2 separate regions of the Acanthopagrus latus genome follow, and region 1 is linked to region 2. The links are chromatin contacts, called in public Hi-C maps. All regions are on one chromosome and are shown on one strand. Each heading gives the region's core, a stretch centred on a gene start, on an enhancer-like site or on the middle of the called end of the contact. The rest is flanking DNA. Distances are from core to core; before and after follow the strand shown.

The links. A called contact is a pair of places that touch in the nucleus more often than the background predicts.
Region 1: a contact with region 2 is called in a Hi-C map of muscle, with 4 times the contacts expected there. The contact joins the promoter of ap3b1a here to the promoter of wdr41 in region 2. A contact is called at or near these places in 2 of 4 Hi-C or Micro-C datasets (liver and muscle).

What each region holds. Positions count from the first base shown.
Region 1 is chr12:25,237,718-25,241,886 of fAcaLat1.1, forward strand. It overlaps ap3b1a (AP-3 complex subunit beta-1), which reads right to left and starts at 1,314. Exons shown (of 27, transcript XM_037116845.1): 1 at 996-1,314. The coding sequence starts at 1,132. It overlaps LOC119030067 (secretory carrier-associated membrane protein 1-like), which reads right to left. Exons shown (of 9, transcript XM_037117403.1): 9 at 2,119-4,169.
Region 2 is chr12:25,105,339-25,109,698 of fAcaLat1.1, forward strand. It overlaps wdr41 (WD repeat-containing protein 41), which reads right to left and starts at 1,386. Exons shown (of 15, transcript XR_005078152.1): 1 at 958-1,386.

The sequences.
Region 1 (4,169 bases), core at 64-2,563, 130 kb after region 2:
AAACTTCACATGAATTGCTGCCAAAACACTGACAGTATGAAACTGAAGAGGTTTGAGTGAACTCTAATTAAATATCTCATCTAATCACCATCTCACATTCTTTTCCAGGTTTTTGAGACTAAGTAAGTGAATTGAAATGTCAAAATTAAAACAAATATTACAGTTTTGGGATTTTGGATGCCAGAATATTTCAGGGTTTAGTTGATCCATTCTCAACAGATTGAATCTCGAATCCTTATATCAGGAAAGGTATGTTATCAGCTACTTATTGATATGGATGTAGTTTCTAGCTGATGAAAAGAGCCAATAATGTGAAGTCACCTTGTTTTAATTGGCTTATTTACAGCAGTGTTTACAAAATCTGACTCAGCTGCTGTTCAAGAGCCAAGAAAAACACAGAAGAAAAGGAGAAGAAGAAGAAGAAATCACTGCATCATCCATTTTGTCTCTTAGCCTTTTTACCTTCAGGTGTGTTTAACTACAGGTTAGGAACTGATGGTGTTGATCTTATCACCAAGAGAAGCAGGTAATTATCGGTTATCGGCTGAAATAAATCCATATCGTGCATCAACACTTCACCCAAATCACATCCTCAACCTTAATGGAGGAAGAGAAACCGTTTCCAGGTGTGCAGCTACTTTTAAATGCAGTTAATTTCATGATAAACAAGATCAAATCTGCAGATTTCTGCCCGTAACTTTAGACTTTATGTTGCAGCTGCTGTCTCTTGTGAAAAAGTGAGTTTATGTCAAAGTACAGTGACACACAGGGGACAAACACAACCGAAAACAAAACGTCTCGACAACGGTTTTAGAATGTTGACAGTCAACGAGCAGCTAACGGTCAGTCGCCATCACCGCCTAGCTTGTTGATGCTGCGGGGTCATTCCGGGCTCTTTTCGGGTCAGCTCCACCATAAAGTTCACCATAACTGCTCAACTTCAGTACAAACTCACAGCGTTAACAGCAGGCGGAACTCTTGCTAAGCTAGCTTACTTTTTGAAGTCAGTGCTGAAGAGTCCGAAGGCAGCTCCGGTGCTGGAGGTGGTCGGGGTGCTCTCCTGACCCGCTTCCACGGCAGCCTCCGCTCCTCCCTGGTCGTTGTACAGGACCGCCGTCGACATGTTCCGCATTCAAACAACTTCCCGATAAATAAACTTAAACTCGCACAAACTTATAAAGTGCTCATTAACTTGGCAACAGTCTTCCTGTAAACTTCTCCGAGATTTCACTCAACTTTTACACGCAGAAGCGGAAGTGTGAGCTGGACAAGTCGGTGTCACATGACAGGGCTGCAGCTGCACACGGAGCATAGATCTACATAAACTAGAGAGACCCGTGTGCTGACACTCACAGTGCCTGTACCTTTAAGAAAATCTAGATCTATGCTGGACACGCCCCGAGCCGTCCTGTTGCCATGGTAACAACGAACGGCACTTGGAATTTGTCAGAGATGAAGAACATTACGTACTAATCAACGTTTCTTTTTTAACGTAAATTAAAGAAAAATCTATTTTATTGGTAATCAATAACATAAGCGTTGTATTTTTAAATGATTTGAGGTGAAACTATTGGCATTTATTTTGTCAACAACAGTCAGTGAAGGTAACTTAAGTACAGTTTCGAGTTACTTGTACTTTACTCGAGTATTTCCATTTCCTGCTACTAGTCTCCCACTTCACCACATTTCAAGAACATATTTCTACTTTTACTTAATTTGTGACAACTTCAGTGACTAGTTACTTTACAGATTACATGTTGCATCAGAGCCAAAGGACTGCATTTTAAAATCAATTTATTTTAGCTTAATCTCAATCACTGATTTAGATAATCAGAATAATTCTGAATATTAAATCCAATAATTGGTGTACAGTACATACACGCATGTAAAGACATTTCTAATCCTGTACTGTGTGCTTTTGAACACAATTTCATTCACTGTGTAACTTTGTTTATAATGTGGCGGACCCTGCCATCTTTCTAGCCTCAGTGTTCTGTGACCTTATTTTCCTGAGAACAGCTTGTTTATTCACTGAAGGGAAAAAAAAATAATATTTGACTTTTTTAGTTTATTTTCTATTTGGACGATCCTTTACACACAAACAGAAACCATAAAACATGTACAGAAGAAGAGTTTTATTCAGTGTTAATACAATAAATATACAAAACTCAAAACTACTCAACATGCGACTGAAGGTGAAACCAGAGTGCTTTTCAAAAATTACAGCAAAATTCAGAGCAAACAGCCGACCGTCTGTAAATTGTACAAAATATACAAACATTCCTCACTACGTTTTACCAATAATTTCAATAAAGTTTTAATGTTAGAGATGCTTCTGAGTTCATTCTCAGTGTTTCTACCACAAACCATGTTGATTATGAAGCTTAAAGCCACGGTCCATCGACAGAACATCACAGTTCACGTTGCAGTGCAGTCTAACGCCGTTCTCACATTTATCTTTTTAAAATAAACAGCAAAATTCTGTTGCAGCTCAGTCTGATTATCATAAAAGGAACAGTTCACCCAACATCTAAAATCCAACTTTTAAAACAGAGTAAATAAAGTCTTTTTGAACCAATTTGTGACCTCAAGGCCTCAGTAGACTCTGGACGAGCTGTATGGAGACATTATTTGTTGTCAAGTCATCATAAAGTCTCCAGCTGCTTCAGATGTTTAGCAGAACTGTTCTGTGGATTACGACACTTCACCTGACTTTATTTCATCAGGAGGAGTGGACGACTGGATTTTCATTTTCGGGGGGGGGGGGACTGTTCCTTTAGCAGTACACATGCACTGGTCCAAATTAAGACAGTGTGAAATACAAAACAAAAAGAAGAGAACTGAGCAGAAAACAAGGCATGTCGCAGGAAGCTTCAACAGATGAAACATCTCCAGATAGTCCAGAAGGGTCTGACACTCTGACCCGCACACAGATTAAGACTTGAAGGCAAAACTCCGTCTTATTTACACTCCTGCACAACACACACATACGAAGGCTTCACTGGTTTAAACGTGACACACACACCGACAGAGTGATCGACACATTCAGACCTCCGTGCAGCAACATGAGGTCACGTTATAGAAAAAGACACATTCAAAGAGGTCCAGATTTGATGCATTTGATTGGTGATGATCAGATTATGAAATGCAGGCATTGATCAGAGCATTACATCAACATTTACTGGCCATGTTTATCTTCTTTTTTAACTTGTTTGATTTATTGCAATATATTGATTTACAGCACGTATATTTAAAAAACAGGGCTGTCTAATTTCATATACTCTCATATCATTTTTTTAACCTCGTCATGCAGGTGAAGGGAACATCCTGAGTTAAACTGAGGTAAGTCTCCAGGACACGAGCAGATCCGGAGACGAGTGACACTTTCCTCTTCAGATCACCTGTAGAAACATGCAGCTGTGCACGCAGAGCGGCGGGTCGTCATCAATTCATTTCTTCATGTGAGAGCTGTGCCGAACTCAGCTGGTGAATGTTGCGTATACGAATTAACAAGCAGGAAGTCGTGATCCTTCACTCTGCACACACAGAGTCTACTGAGCGGATTTAAAGTGCAACTTGGCTTTAATTTCACAATGGATACGTAGACTGTTGTAGGCAGAAGATTTCCAGCAGATAAATACTTCAAAGTGATCGAGCGTCCAAAATCAAAACATCTTCTGAGTATGAAACACCGTCTGTAACGTTCTCAGAGAACGACGGCTCTGGTTGGCTGGAACTGAGCTGGTTGAAACAGATTAAAAGTATGTTTTCATTATGTTCTCTGTCCATCCACACGGTCACTGAATGCTAAAAACAGGCATAGTTTCATGAAGGATGACATACTGGAGCTTAATTAATCAGTCAATTAACTAAGACTCAGACAAAAGCCTGATCCATGTTACGGCACTGAACAATTTCCACAGAAATTAAACAGTCGCTCAGTGTTACACATGAGACAGTCAGGACGTGGTAATGACATTTCGAGAAGGAAAGGCCAGATATTTGTTGGTTTTCTCTTTCTTTCATAATTTGAACATCTTTGCTTTGTTTTTTTAAACCAGTCTGGATTAATCAGCTGATGATCAGATAATGCTAACCGTCATGAGTCAGTGTTTGATACTTAATAAGATGCAGGGAGACGCTTTGGGGCCCGTGTCCACATGGAGGGT
Region 2 (4,360 bases), core at 136-2,635:
CTTATAATATCATTAAGTTCTGTGTTCAGTCTCTGTGGTGTAAATGGGGCGGCTGTGGCTCAGTACAGCCAGTGTCTTGTTATCAGAAGGTTGCAGGTTCAATTCCCCTGGTCTGCATGTTGAAGTGTCCTTGGGCAAGATACTGAACTGATGTGCGGCACCTTTCATGGCAGCCGCCACCATCAGTGTGTGGATGAACTACTGTAAATCACTTTGTACAGAAGCGTCTGATAAATGTCCAACATGTAAAAATGCCGAAGAAGAAGAAGAGATGTTTGTCTTGTCGTGTCATTATAGGAAAATCTTACAGAAGGCCTAAACTAAAAATATTTATTCTGGTCTCATAATATATCAGACTGTGATCATTTGTCTGTCCGAGGACATTCATATATTTCAGCTGAATTTTTCATAACAGTAAGTAAGTAATCTATTACTCTACTCAGACAGTAACGTCGTAACTTTTAAATGAAGGTAAAAAATCATATGTCATGTTTTGCATATACAAAGTAATTTGCCCAACACTTCATACATGTAGAGGAGTAAAAACTACAATACTTCCCTCAGTTTTTAGACGTACAAGTACCTTAGAACTGCATTACTTGAGTAAATGTACTTAGTTACTTCCATCACTGCTCGTCAGTCTCACAGATATTTTGTTCACAGACACATGAAGCTTGTGGAGATCAGAGAGTGACATGATGCATCAGTTCAAACATCATCATCATTCATTATATCGAGATAAAAACAGTAAAGAGACAAATTACACATGAAGCTGGTGGAGTAACGTGACAGCAGCTTCATGTCTCGTGTCTTATTACACGTGTTTGTTCACTCTGAATGTGTTGAAATTGTAGTTTATTACCTCAGAGTTTGTTCATTTTAATGTTCTTGACAGCTAGCTAACACTTTAAACGTTAGCTTGTCTCAGGTAACGTTAGCTCCCGGTACTTCTCTTACCTCCGCGGAGCCCTGAGCCTCGCGACCACCGAGGATCCACCGCAGCATGACGTCAGTGTTAACGATTAACGTTAAGAAGCAGAATGAAGTCGGTTTATATATTAATGTGAAAACCAGACGGAAACATAGCTAGCCTAGCCTAGCCTAGCCTAGCGCGAACGTTAGCATAACAAACAAGCTAACGTTATGACGCTGTAACGGTCGTAAACAGAAACACGAGACGCTTCCGCTCGATTAAATATCCCCGTAATTATCGGTAATTATGAGAAGATGACACACTTCTTTACGTTAACCGGACAATTCAAACAAACGTCAGTGAATGTGATGTTACAGCCGCAGTTTGTGAGCCAGCTGGATGTTTTTAAAAGAGGTTAAATTCACTGAAAACCACAACAAACCGCTCATGTGACTCAAACTACGGAAGCTTTGGAGGGACGTGATTCATCCAGACCGATAAACAAGCTGCTGGTTATGTTTGTTTTTTTATTTTGTCACTGAAAAAAGGAAGAAAGAAAGAATTCATCATGTGTTCATGTGTGTCAGCTAAACAGAATAAATATCAGAGGACACGTTCATTCACACCAATCAGCTTAAAGGACCAAAACAGTCTGAATTATCAGTTATTAAATATAATAATAAATGAGAATTTCATTTATTAAATCTGGATATGCGGGTTTGATGTTATGCTGAGAGAATGATTCTTATGATTCTTAAATAATCTTATCATCACAGAATCTATGCCAGGTCTGACTGACAAAAATCACTGCTTTATCACTATATAAACTCAACTTTCAACAATTATTATTATTATTATTATTATTATTATTATTATTATTATTATTATTATTGATATTAAGTATCTTCACTAACATGACAGTTAAAAGTCTGCACCTGTGTGAACAGATATTATCATGTTTTATCACAGATTCTCTCCATTTTAACAAGTTAACTGTTAAGTGAAGAATTTTAAAATATTGTTTGTTTTGTTTTATGGTTGATTGATAAAATGGTAAATTGCATTTTAATTGTCTGCATGTGTGTTTAAAATCATCCCAAGTACCCAGTATGTTTGTTTACTTTATGTTTCAAGGTCAATTCATCTGTGCAAAGTCTGTTACAATTAAAACATTTGCTTAACTTGAGGTTAAAATTTTAGTGAAAAACTCCAAATAAAAATGTATGTTAGCTCTACCTGCTTTTGTTTTTACTGTGAGAACTAAAGAACTTTGAAATGAACTTTGAACCTGAACCTGAATGTTCAGATGTCAGTGATGGACACTTGGTGCATTTTGTCTCGTTTCAATATTTAAACATAAATTTAATTATCTAACTTTTTGTAATCAGCTGAGGACGCTTCTATCTAAAAGTGTTTCCCATTAAAAGTCTGTCTTTGTCAGACGATTGTGTTCAAAACTAGTCGTCACAAAAAACATCAGTCTGCACGATGAAGCTCAAACATCCAAAGTAAAACTCTCTTTATTTTGAGTTTTTGGAGGTGAAATATGAAGTTCCAGCACAGTCAGCTGCTGTTGAAACAGGCGTCGTCCTGCTTCATGCAGCTAGATGGCAGTGTGTGACAATCCCATGAGATGAGAGGAAGCTTCACACCTCCACCAACCAGAGAGAACCAGGTGCCTCCTCTTGTATTGATCTGAATCATGAGCATAAATCTTGATGGACGAAAATCAAAACGGTTTGTTTGATACTGGTGTGATTTCACTCTTTCTCTTTGTGTCTTCCACCAGGACTCATGCGTTCATGTTGACCTGCTCTCTCTCTTCACATCATCCTCCATCCTCCTCCTCTGTTAACACACACACACACACACACACACACACACACACACACATCACACAGTCACACAGTCACACAGTCACACACACACACAGTCACACACACACAGTCACACATCACCCTAGCTGTGTCTACTCCTGCTCCCCCGATTGAGACGACATGCAGTGTAGGGCCTGTGACCTTCATGGTGGCTCAGATCTGCGGCTGGCACTGATTTCTGATTTAGTGTCGATCCGCCGCGCTTGTCAGGGGCTGCGAGGTGCTTTCCATGCGGTAATAGAAAAGCTCAAGGGCAGCTGCAGAGAGGAGGAGGGGGTTAGGGGAGAGCGATTGGGTGAGGTGGCGGGAATGGGTTTTAGATTTGGGGACGGGCGGCGCTCTGTTTGTTTAACTGTGTGTCAGATGTCTGGATGAATAGGTCAAATATGTAGAGAAGTGTTGTGAGTCTGTGTGATTAATTCAGAGGATGTGAAGGAACGTGAGCCGAGAACCGAAGCTGCAGGACGGCTGAACTCGGGCTCGGCGCCGCTCTGAGCTAACTGCTAATGTCAGGATGCTAACACGCTCGTAATGAGACGTTTAGCAAGTTTAATGTTTAACGTGTGCACCATCTTAGCTCTCTGTTAGCATGCTAATGTCTGCTAATTAGCCAGTGATGGAATGTAGCTAAGTACATTTGAACACAGTGTGCTTGAGGTTTTCAATTCCACTAAATCTGAGAGTCAAATATTATTCATTTCACTTTGTACTCCACAATATTATGTGCAAACTTTATTAACGACGTATTTATTTAAATTTGTTTTGCTAGAGGACATAAATCCTCCACACAAGACAACAAAAGCAAAAACGTTTGTTGCGTTCAAATTACACAAATTACACACATTTTAAAATATTGTTTTTTCACCAGTTGGATCAAAAAACACACATTAATTCTGATCATCATGTTGAATTTATCAACCAGAATATAAACGTACATGTAAAAATACGTATTATTTACTTGTACCTGTACTTTAGACAATTAAAGTACATTAATATCAAAATAATTTGATATATATACTATATATATTCACTTTTACCAAAGTAATATCTGAACACTTTTACAATCATTAATAATTCATGTTTTAGTTCTGGTTGTGTTTGACCATAAACTAAAGTTTTGCAGAAATTAAAGTTCTGATCTGATGATGTCATCAGATGAAAAATAAGATAATCAACACTAATTACAGTTCATCCTTTGGAGAACATGAATATTCAGTCTACGGTCTGAGAAAATCCATCCACTGACTGTTGAGGTCTCAGAGATGAAAATGTCAAACTGGTGATGCTTGATGAAAACTCAGGATTCATCCTCTGGGGACAACGAGATACTTCAGTGTTGATACCCGTCAACCCAAAAACCACCCGAATCCGAACCACGACATCGACCTCGTGATGGCATGAGAGGAAAAGTGAGACGATCAGCAAACTCAGGAGGGTTCATCCTCTGGGGAACACGAATCCGTTCATTGTTCAGATAGATCTGATGCTAAAGCAGCTATGCTAACCTCTGGACGAGCTGTCGCTTCTCTCGTTGGTCGTCACTTCTGAACCGGGCCTGAAGCTGCCGCAG